Regions from separate parts of the Mus musculus genome. Here region 1 is linked to region 2. Evidence: chromatin contacts called from public HiChIP or PLAC-seq data. All regions are on one chromosome and are shown on one strand. Each heading gives the region's core, a stretch centred on a gene start, on an enhancer-like site or on the middle of the called end of the contact. The rest is flanking DNA. Distances are from core to core; before and after follow the strand shown. Region 1 has its middle 25 kb from the start of Gm30791. Region 2 has its middle 18 kb from the start of Spata19.

Region 1 (4,045 bases), core at 1,372-3,871, 130 kb before region 2:
GCTGAAACCCTATGAACAACATGGAAAGATATTTCTAAAGGCGTAATAGTGGCAAGCATAACTTGGTGGTAAACAAAAGCTATCTATCTAATTAGGCTTAAGGCTTGGTCGGTCAAGAGAAGGGAAATCACGTCTGATAGTGAAAAACTAGCCAACACAGTCCTGGTGGTGTCATGGTTCTTAGAAGAGAACCTGCAACCAACACTTAATGCAACCAGCATAATTCTTAACTACATTCTAAAACGTATACTTATGCTCACTATAGCCCTCAAGTCTCACCAAAAAGGTGTCTCCTTATGCAGTAAAAGGAATCTATCGCAGAAATCCACAACTGGTCACAATGTAGAGATCAACTGATCATGGTGTGCCCAGCCCCAACAGATTCATCTACAACACAATTCCTGCACCCAGTTCTCAGAAGAAAAAAAAATTATAGAAAAGACTGTAAGAGCCATAAGACCAGGAAGTCTGTTGTGAGATTGTGTCTCCTAGAAATACCAGGGAGACTTCACCTTTAATACTTCAACAATATGACTACCTAAACAAGACCTCAACAAGTCCAAAACAATAGGCATGCTAACTTGGAAGGGTATTTTTTTTTTAATCACACAGAGCCTTACCCTCAGACAAAGAACTATAGGCAGCTAAGAGATACCAGTAGTGGGATAGCGAGATGGCTCAGTGGCTAAGAGCACTGACTGCTGTTCTGAAGGTCCTGAGTTCAAATCCCAGCAACCACACGGAGACTTACAACCACCCGTAATGAGATCTGATGCCCTCTTCTGGGGTATCTGAAGACAGCTCCAGTATACTTACATATAATAAATAAATAAATCTTAAGAGAGGCAGAGAGAGAGAGAGAGAGAGAGAGAGAGAGACTAAGAGAGGTACAAGTAGTCTTTCCCTGGGAATGAGCTTCCTAATTGATCATCCAGTAAAACGCAGTCAGCCTGAAATCATAAACACACTACATATAAGCAATACAACGCTAACTCAGCATATGTATACATATGCACATGCATATACATATACATCATATACACATGCATGTGCATGTACATATACATCCATGTGCAAGTACATATGCACATACACATACATCCATGTACTTGTTTCTCCTGCCAGAAGGCATGCTTTCAAGTTTCACATACATTCTTCAAGCCTTTGTCGAAATCTCGCCATATAGTCATCCCTTAGACATTCTATCTAAAACTTCTAGTTTCCGTTTGAGCTCCCTGCTGTCAATGGTTCTGTTGCCCTCCAGAGAATACCACACATCTATTCATCTTGGGTTGTCTATCTTTTAGACTTCACAAATTGGAAAATTTTTGCCTGCTTTGCTTCTTGCTGCACCTATATCACTCAGAGCAGTGGGTAATAAGAACACATGTATTGACTGTGTAGCAGAAGTCAGAGGCCTTGAACCAGGCCAATGGCTTATTGCAATGAACATTCACAAGTAAAGCTGTTTGGTCAAATACTGCATGACACTCCACATTTTCTAGTGCCAGTACAATGAATGAATATGTGATAGCAAGGCAAGGAAAACAGAAGAGAGGGATAGTACATGTGCAGTGGAACTGGAGACAGGACAGCTGTGACGAGTGTGAGAGAAGTCTGTGGTTGATAGAGGAGCAGATCGTTGCTTAGAGGGGTCACCAAGAACTTTTGTTTAATATTTATTTTTTATTTTCTTTGGGGGAGAGGTTACACAGGTAGAGGGCAGATATGGAAGGACTGGGAAACAAGTGGGATTTGGGGTGCATGGTGTGAAATTCCCAAAGAATCAAGAAAAGATTATGTTAAAGGGGGGGAGAAATAAAGGGAAAAACTAAATACATATATAATAAGTATACAACAGCTAAGGATGAAACTGGTGGCCGTTGTTATCTGTTTGACAGCAATACATTCTGATTAGAACTCTTAATTTATATGCCCCTCTGTCCCGTGATACACAACTCACACACACATGTGCTCTGCTTGTTTCCAGTATTTCTTCCTTTCCTTTCTTCCTGAATTCCTTCCCTTCCTTCCTGCCCCTCAACCCACCAACCATAAACTCGGCCACTCTACTTTTCTTCAAGTCCACAACTCCGGCTCCCAAATCAGTCTCCCCCCTCTTTACCTCTCCCACCTCCAAACCAGAGCACAGCACATCTGGATAATTGAAATTGCTCCTAGCTGACTCTGCTCCAGCTTCACCTCCTTTAGTGTTTACTCAACTCCTTCCTTACCCCAGATGTGTCTTTGAAAACTCTGCCACACTGGCCTTTCCTGGTCCCTAACCTGCCTAGCAATTCCTCCTCAGGACCTACATGGATCTCCAATTAGTTGTATTCTCTGAGCACTCTGCCTAGAGCGGGCGCCTTGTCTCCTCCACCACTGCTATTACTAGTTTATTTTCCTGCAAGCGACTGTCAAGCTGCAATGACCTCATTTATTTATGTAAATGTTTTTTCTATGTCCCCATTGAAACTGTGACACCAGACAGAAAATTAGCATGCAATAAGTAAACTGTTTGTAGGGCTACAAATGCATCCAGGGAGAGCTGAAAGGGAACATAGAACTGCTACCATCTCTACAGCCATCAGCTGTCCCCATCTGCCCTGGGAACAGCTGTCTTATAGAAGCAGCAGTGAAGACAGAGCAACTTACTAGAACATCTGACTGCCACAACCAAGTGTCCTTGCTCCGCACGTTTCTCTGCCCATCCTTGGTCTTTGCCTGGATCAGTTTCTCCCTATCAGGTTCATGGAAGTGGGGACAACCTTCTTCATCAAGTACCATCTGAGACAATATGTGAAAGGGATTAAGAAGCAAGAAATAACTCATCCCAAAATAACCTCTCCTTGGCTTCCAGCTGCTCTGAGCAGCTGGACGCATTTTCCAAGCTAGATACTTCTGACTTTATACTAATAACATGGGGGAAACCAAAAACATTGAGACATGCTAAACAGGGTCATTGTTGCTAATTCCCTTAGGAGGATAAATGCCATCAGCTCTCTCCATGAACATTTCTCAGCATAAAGTTTCAGACGCAGAGCTTAGCACTGGGTTGGGTAGCATCAAAGATTCATGAAGCACCCACCCATATGAAATGCATAAACTGTATATGCTGAGACAAATAATAGCACGGGTTAGACAATTGGAAACTATTTTAATGGAAGATAATGAAGCAGCAACCAGTACCTTTCAGATTCAGAGAGGACCAAGGCCTGGAGCAATTGAGGAAGGCTTCTGGAAGGAGTTTTGCACAACAGATCTAGAAAGGTGAAGGAAGAAAAGGTGGGTACAGTCTGGATAAAGTTACTCGTATGTATATTTTCAGGACTGACCATTTCATATTAGATAACCAATTTCTGTGTGCTTCCCTGGGGAAAACTATTTCTCCTGCTCTCTGCAATCCTTAATTGCCTGTGGTTCTTTGTGTAAGGTTGAAATCTCCTGGGCTTTCCCTTGCCCACGTTAGCATGTCTATTGGCATATATGCACATACACATATATATGTAACAATGATTAGTGGAAAAAGAGGCCATTCATTTTAAAAAGAGCAAGAAGCTTTAGAGGGAGGAAGGGGAAGGAGGAAATGATTTAATTATATTAGAATCTCAAAAGACAAAAACAATATATTTTAAAGGTAGGTACACAGAAAGCTTGAGAGTCATGAAGTTCCAAAAACAGGAACAAACTGGAATGAGGCGATTGGCCATCCTACAGCCTAGAAGTGACAGGGGGAGGTAAACACAGTGAAAATATGCAGTGTGAATCTCAAATGTACCACTTACACAAAATCATTTAACTTGCTGGGCTCTTTTCTTCACTTACCAAGTAAAAGTATTGCCTGTGTTTCCTCCCTAGGAACACAGCCCACATGGGAATCAGAGGATATGGGGGGATCACTGTACACAAGACACTAGTGTTGTTCCCATTCCTTGGTAAGCATTCCATTAATTGTGAGTAGAGTGAGCTTGAAAGGCTAAAAGACAGGAAGACTTGGAGGCTCCTGGCTTAGAGAAGCAGTGAAGACTTCACAGCTCAGAAGTGA
Region 2 (4,335 bases), core at 1,229-3,728:
GCAGCTTGTTAGAATGCTAGGAGTGATGAGGAAAGATAGCAGACTTCAAACAGAGGGCACATAGTGTAGGTTGGGACTTAACACTGAGTAGAATGTTCAAACAGAGTGGGGGTTGGTGGGGCGCTAACCAAAGATGTACACAGAGTCCCAGGAGAGAGCAAAAAGTCACCAGGCAAGGCTCAAGCCGTGGCGGTGACAGGGCCCTCCCTCCCAGCTGCCTTGCCTGGGGCAGCCACAGGGGTTAGAAGAACTCTGGAGACAGCATGTCACCACCTAAACTCTCTCCAGGATGTACAGAAGCAGCCAAGCATCGTGACACACTGTTGTACACAGTGCCTGCCCTCTGACAGCATGCTGCGGGAAGAGAGGCACTACTTGTATAAATGGTACTTGCCAGTCACCTTCTGGGATTGAAATGGGAGGAGTCTAAGATCTGGTCGGCTAAATTCAATTTGAAGACAGGCAGGAGACCAAACAGCTCTCAGAGGGAGAAACAGAGCAGAGTTTCACATCAAGGTTTTGGCCAGGCCCACCAAGCAGGAGAGGAAATGGAGATATTAGTCAAGGCATGAGGCTTTTCCCTCCTCTAGCCTCTACCTGCACACTGTCAGGATCAGCTCTAAGTGGAGGGACTCTCCAACAGTCTCACTGTCCAAGAGATAAACTGAGGCCCACTTGCATGTTCTCCCTGGAGAAAAGGGATTCCGGGAGAGAGGTTGTACCTAGCGTGCAGTAAGCACCAGCTTTTCTGAGCTAGAGTGTTTCTAGCACCTCAACTACCATCACAGCAGCATTACCGTCTCCAGGCCCAAAGGAGTCAAGAGCCTAGACCATGTTCAGAGCAAGAGAAAGGTGGAGCAGCCTGGACAGTTCCTGCTGCTTCTGTCTCTTCACCTGTGTCCCCACATGGCTCTCCAGTGTGTAGGACCATGGCCCTAAGGAAGCAGAGTAGTACAAAGTCAGGGGGAAATGTTTTGTGTATCCTTCGCTCCACAAGGTGTTAGTAGATCCCTAGTGTAATGAAATGTGTGCGCACAAATACATGCTATGCATATGTCTACAATGTGAATGGATGTGTGTGTGTGTGTGTGTGTGTGTGGTCTCCATCCTGCAGGAAGCAGAGAGCAGAGTCAACTCCCTTGAGGAAGAACGAAAGAAAAGAAGGTGGAAACCTAAAGGCTTTCAACAATGGAGAATGGGCAAGTGGGTTGGGATGGGAAGGCTGGAATCGGCTCAAGCAGAAAGCTCACAAGGCACCTCTAGACCGAGTTAAATCCACAGTGTTTCTTTGTAGTTCTCTCCCTTTGCTAACTCTCCTGGACCACAATGCAGCAGAATACCCAGGGTCCCTGGCAGAAAGAATGGAGGGATGGGAATCAGAAGCAGTGGACTGTCCTGTGGGCTCAGGGGTTAAAGGTGCCATAGAGCAATACATCCTTCCAAATGCCCTCTGATCCCAACTGTGGCAGCACTCTTGGTTCCTGTACTCCTGAAGGAGAAGAATTTCTACAAGGACACAGACAACACTAGCAGCCAAAATTTACTTACAGCAAGCACAAAAGTGCAATTGAGCTGGTATATGCCAGAGAGAGAACCAGCCTTGCCCAGTATCTTCAGTGCCATCTCCCTTGAGGTTAGGATTGGTCCTTCCCTGCCCTACGGCTGTGGTCCAAGATGCTGCCCCCCCCCTCTCTCTCTCTCTCTATATATATATATATATATATATATATATCTCCAAGGTCTAGAAATTGTGTCAGTCTGTTAACACTGAACTGAATTAAATATTGGAATGTATATTAAAGTGTAGCTATCCATAAAGTCAAGAAGTTTATGGAAGAGAAATAGAGCCAGATACTAGAGGAGGGGCTCTGTGGGAGTAGAAGCCTACTAAAACCAGATTAATCCCCCCACTAGTTCTCTTACAATTATCTTTCCCAGTGCTCCAGACCTTTCTGTTTTAACACTATCATGTGCTTTAACCCTAACAGAGGAGAATGAAGAAAAAAAAAAAAAAATGCCCCTGGCTCCCTCCCAAACCTGACAGCACAATGAATCAAGGTTGTGCCCTGCATTTTCACCAAACCCCCTCCTCACAGGGTTGGAGGCCAAAGTCTCAAAGTACTTCACCCCAGATTCTAATAAGGCCACCTAGACACAGACACAGGTTCCCAAAGTTCCTGAACCCTAGAATATGCCTCCCCACAACCTCCTCTCTGGGAATCCCACCTGGCTGGGTATGCCAATGGCGAGTCCAGAGTAGCGCGCAGCTGTAACCTGAGTCTGCGCACAACAGCCAGTGAATTCATTCCCCCAGGAGTCAGCTCCCCACAGGGCCCAGCTGAGCAGATGCCTGTGCCAGAGCGCCTCTCCGAGCCAGCAAGCAGAAGACTGCTGGTCGCTGCTCCTCCTACACCCTGAGTAAGCACAGGAACTTCCCTCACTGGAAAGGCAGGACAGAGCTGGCTGTGGACACAGATGAGAGCATGCTGGTGGCTTGGGTACCATCTATTTGTTGGGGGAAAATCTGAGCAATTTACACCCTGGGTTGGACGTGTGGCAAAGGCACTCCTGGATCGACACCGCCCTCTGCTGGCCATATGCGGCCATGACAACATCCTTTGGACTGGAACACAAACCCAGGAAGGCCAAGCTTCCCACTATGAAAGGTGGAGAAACAGCAGCCAGTCCCCCCAGCACCTCTTTCAGGAGCATACAAGCTGGACTCAAAGAAGAGGAGACACTTCCTGTACCTTTTCCAGGAAAACCCTCTGTCTTTTCATGGTTTGTATTCCTGCACAAAGCATCAGGACCAAGAAAAAAGTTGGGGTTCCTAGGAAAGAGTTTGTTTGGCTTACACTTCCACATTGCTGTTCATCACCAAAGGAAGTCAGGACAGGAACTCACATAGGGCAGGAACTTGGAGACGGGAGATGATGCAGAGACTATGGAAGGGTGCTGCTTACTGGCTTGCTTCCCCTGGCTTACTCAGCTTGCTTTCTTATAGAATCCAAGACTACCAGCCCAGGGATGGCACCACCCACAGTGGGCTGGGCCTTTCCCCCTTGATCACTAATTGAGAAAATGCCTTACAGCTGGATCTCATGGAGGCATTTCCTCAAGGAGGCTCCTTTCTTTGTGACAACTCCAGCTTGTGTCAAGTGGACACACAAAACCAGCCAGTGCGTCCCGTTCCTGGCCACGCTGGCTTTCAGATGCCAGCCAACACACTAGGCGAGCACTGTACCTCTGAGTCCATCCCTACCCCTAGAGATTATTTCCCCTAGGTATGTGTGGCTCTTTATTACTCTTAAAGACCACCATGATCTTCATTCTGAAATTTTATGGGCCTGGAAAGCAGAAACTATCCCCTTGCAGAAGGGCAAGGTTACTGTCCCACGTTGCCCAAGGCTTATGCGATTGGTTCATGGGCGTGAGGAGCAATGGCCAGCAGCCACTGCAGCTAGAAAGTGCAGTGCAAATCCCTTTCCTAAACATATATGGTTAGGAGTCACTGTGGCTGGCCTGGCCTGAGGTTTGCCAAGTGTCAGACACCTACTGTACCACTGACAGTGGTTCCCGCCCTTGGACTTCAAAAAGACTCTGTGAACCTGGATCACAGTGAGGTTGAACACCTCCTCAAGATCAAGGTACCAAGGGACAGATGAGATTCCAGGGCCAATATGTGTGTGTGTGTGTGTGTGTGTGTGTGTGTGCGCGCGTGCGTGCGTGCGCGAGCTCTCGCTCGCGTACACACACGCTACACAGTCCCCCTCAGGAAAAGGCCTTGCATGTACACCTCTGCTAGAAGGTACACAGCTACTTAAAAGCCTTCCTACAAAATAAAGCCACTGCCCTGCCTTTCTCTGGGCTGTCCCTTCTCTCACGGCAACCTCCTCACATAATCCATCCCACACTCATTATGCTGGCCTCCATGCCCAACTACACACACACACACACACACACACACACACACACACACCAGCAAGTGACGAGTGAAGGCATAAACTGCAGTGCTAGGAGAGATGAGACCCAGGATTCAAAGGAACAATGGGGAGAGGACAGCAAAAGAGATGCCAACACTCAGGCCAGAGTCACGGCCAGTGGCTTTGTCTTTCCTTGAGTACTGCCAGGAGTAGGAAGAGGGTTCTGGGATCCCCCCTGCCCTACGTGGGTATGCATCCCAGTGACAGAGCCCGCTGAAAAATTCAGAAGCTGATGGTATCATCCTCTGTGACAACCAGGGCAAGATGAAACAGGTGGGCAGGGACCATCCTCACACAGGTTCCACTTCCCTGTGGGTCACTCAGAGTTCCCCAATTCTCAGAAACACCTGAC

The links. HiChIP or PLAC-seq counts read pairs in DNA pulled down with a chosen protein or histone mark.
Region 1: a contact with region 2 is called in an H3K27ac HiChIP or PLAC-seq map of oligodendrocyte precursor cells, with 3 times the contacts expected there. The contact joins two enhancer-like sites. A contact is called at or near these places in 2 of 484 Hi-C or Micro-C datasets (cerebral cortex and nephron progenitors) and 2 of 115 datasets of contacts at active chromatin or transcription factors (astrocytes and oligodendrocyte precursor cells).

The regions. Positions count from the first base shown.
Region 1 is chr9:27,542,192-27,546,236 of GRCm38.p6, reverse strand. No RefSeq gene overlaps it. Among named protein-coding and RNA genes, the nearest start is that of Gm30791, 25 kb to the right of the region's middle. Within about 2 kb of position 2,621, at least 4 of the 459 cell types and tissues checked have an H3K27ac peak or open chromatin away from gene starts, as enhancers often do. A contact at or near this core is called in oligodendrocyte precursor cells, where this site is marked.
Region 2 is chr9:27,412,369-27,416,703 of GRCm38.p6, reverse strand. No RefSeq gene overlaps it. Among named protein-coding and RNA genes, the nearest start is that of Spata19, 18 kb to the right of the region's middle. Within about 2 kb of position 2,478, at least 66 of the 459 cell types and tissues checked have an H3K27ac peak or open chromatin away from gene starts, as enhancers often do. A contact at or near this core is called in oligodendrocyte precursor cells, where this site is marked.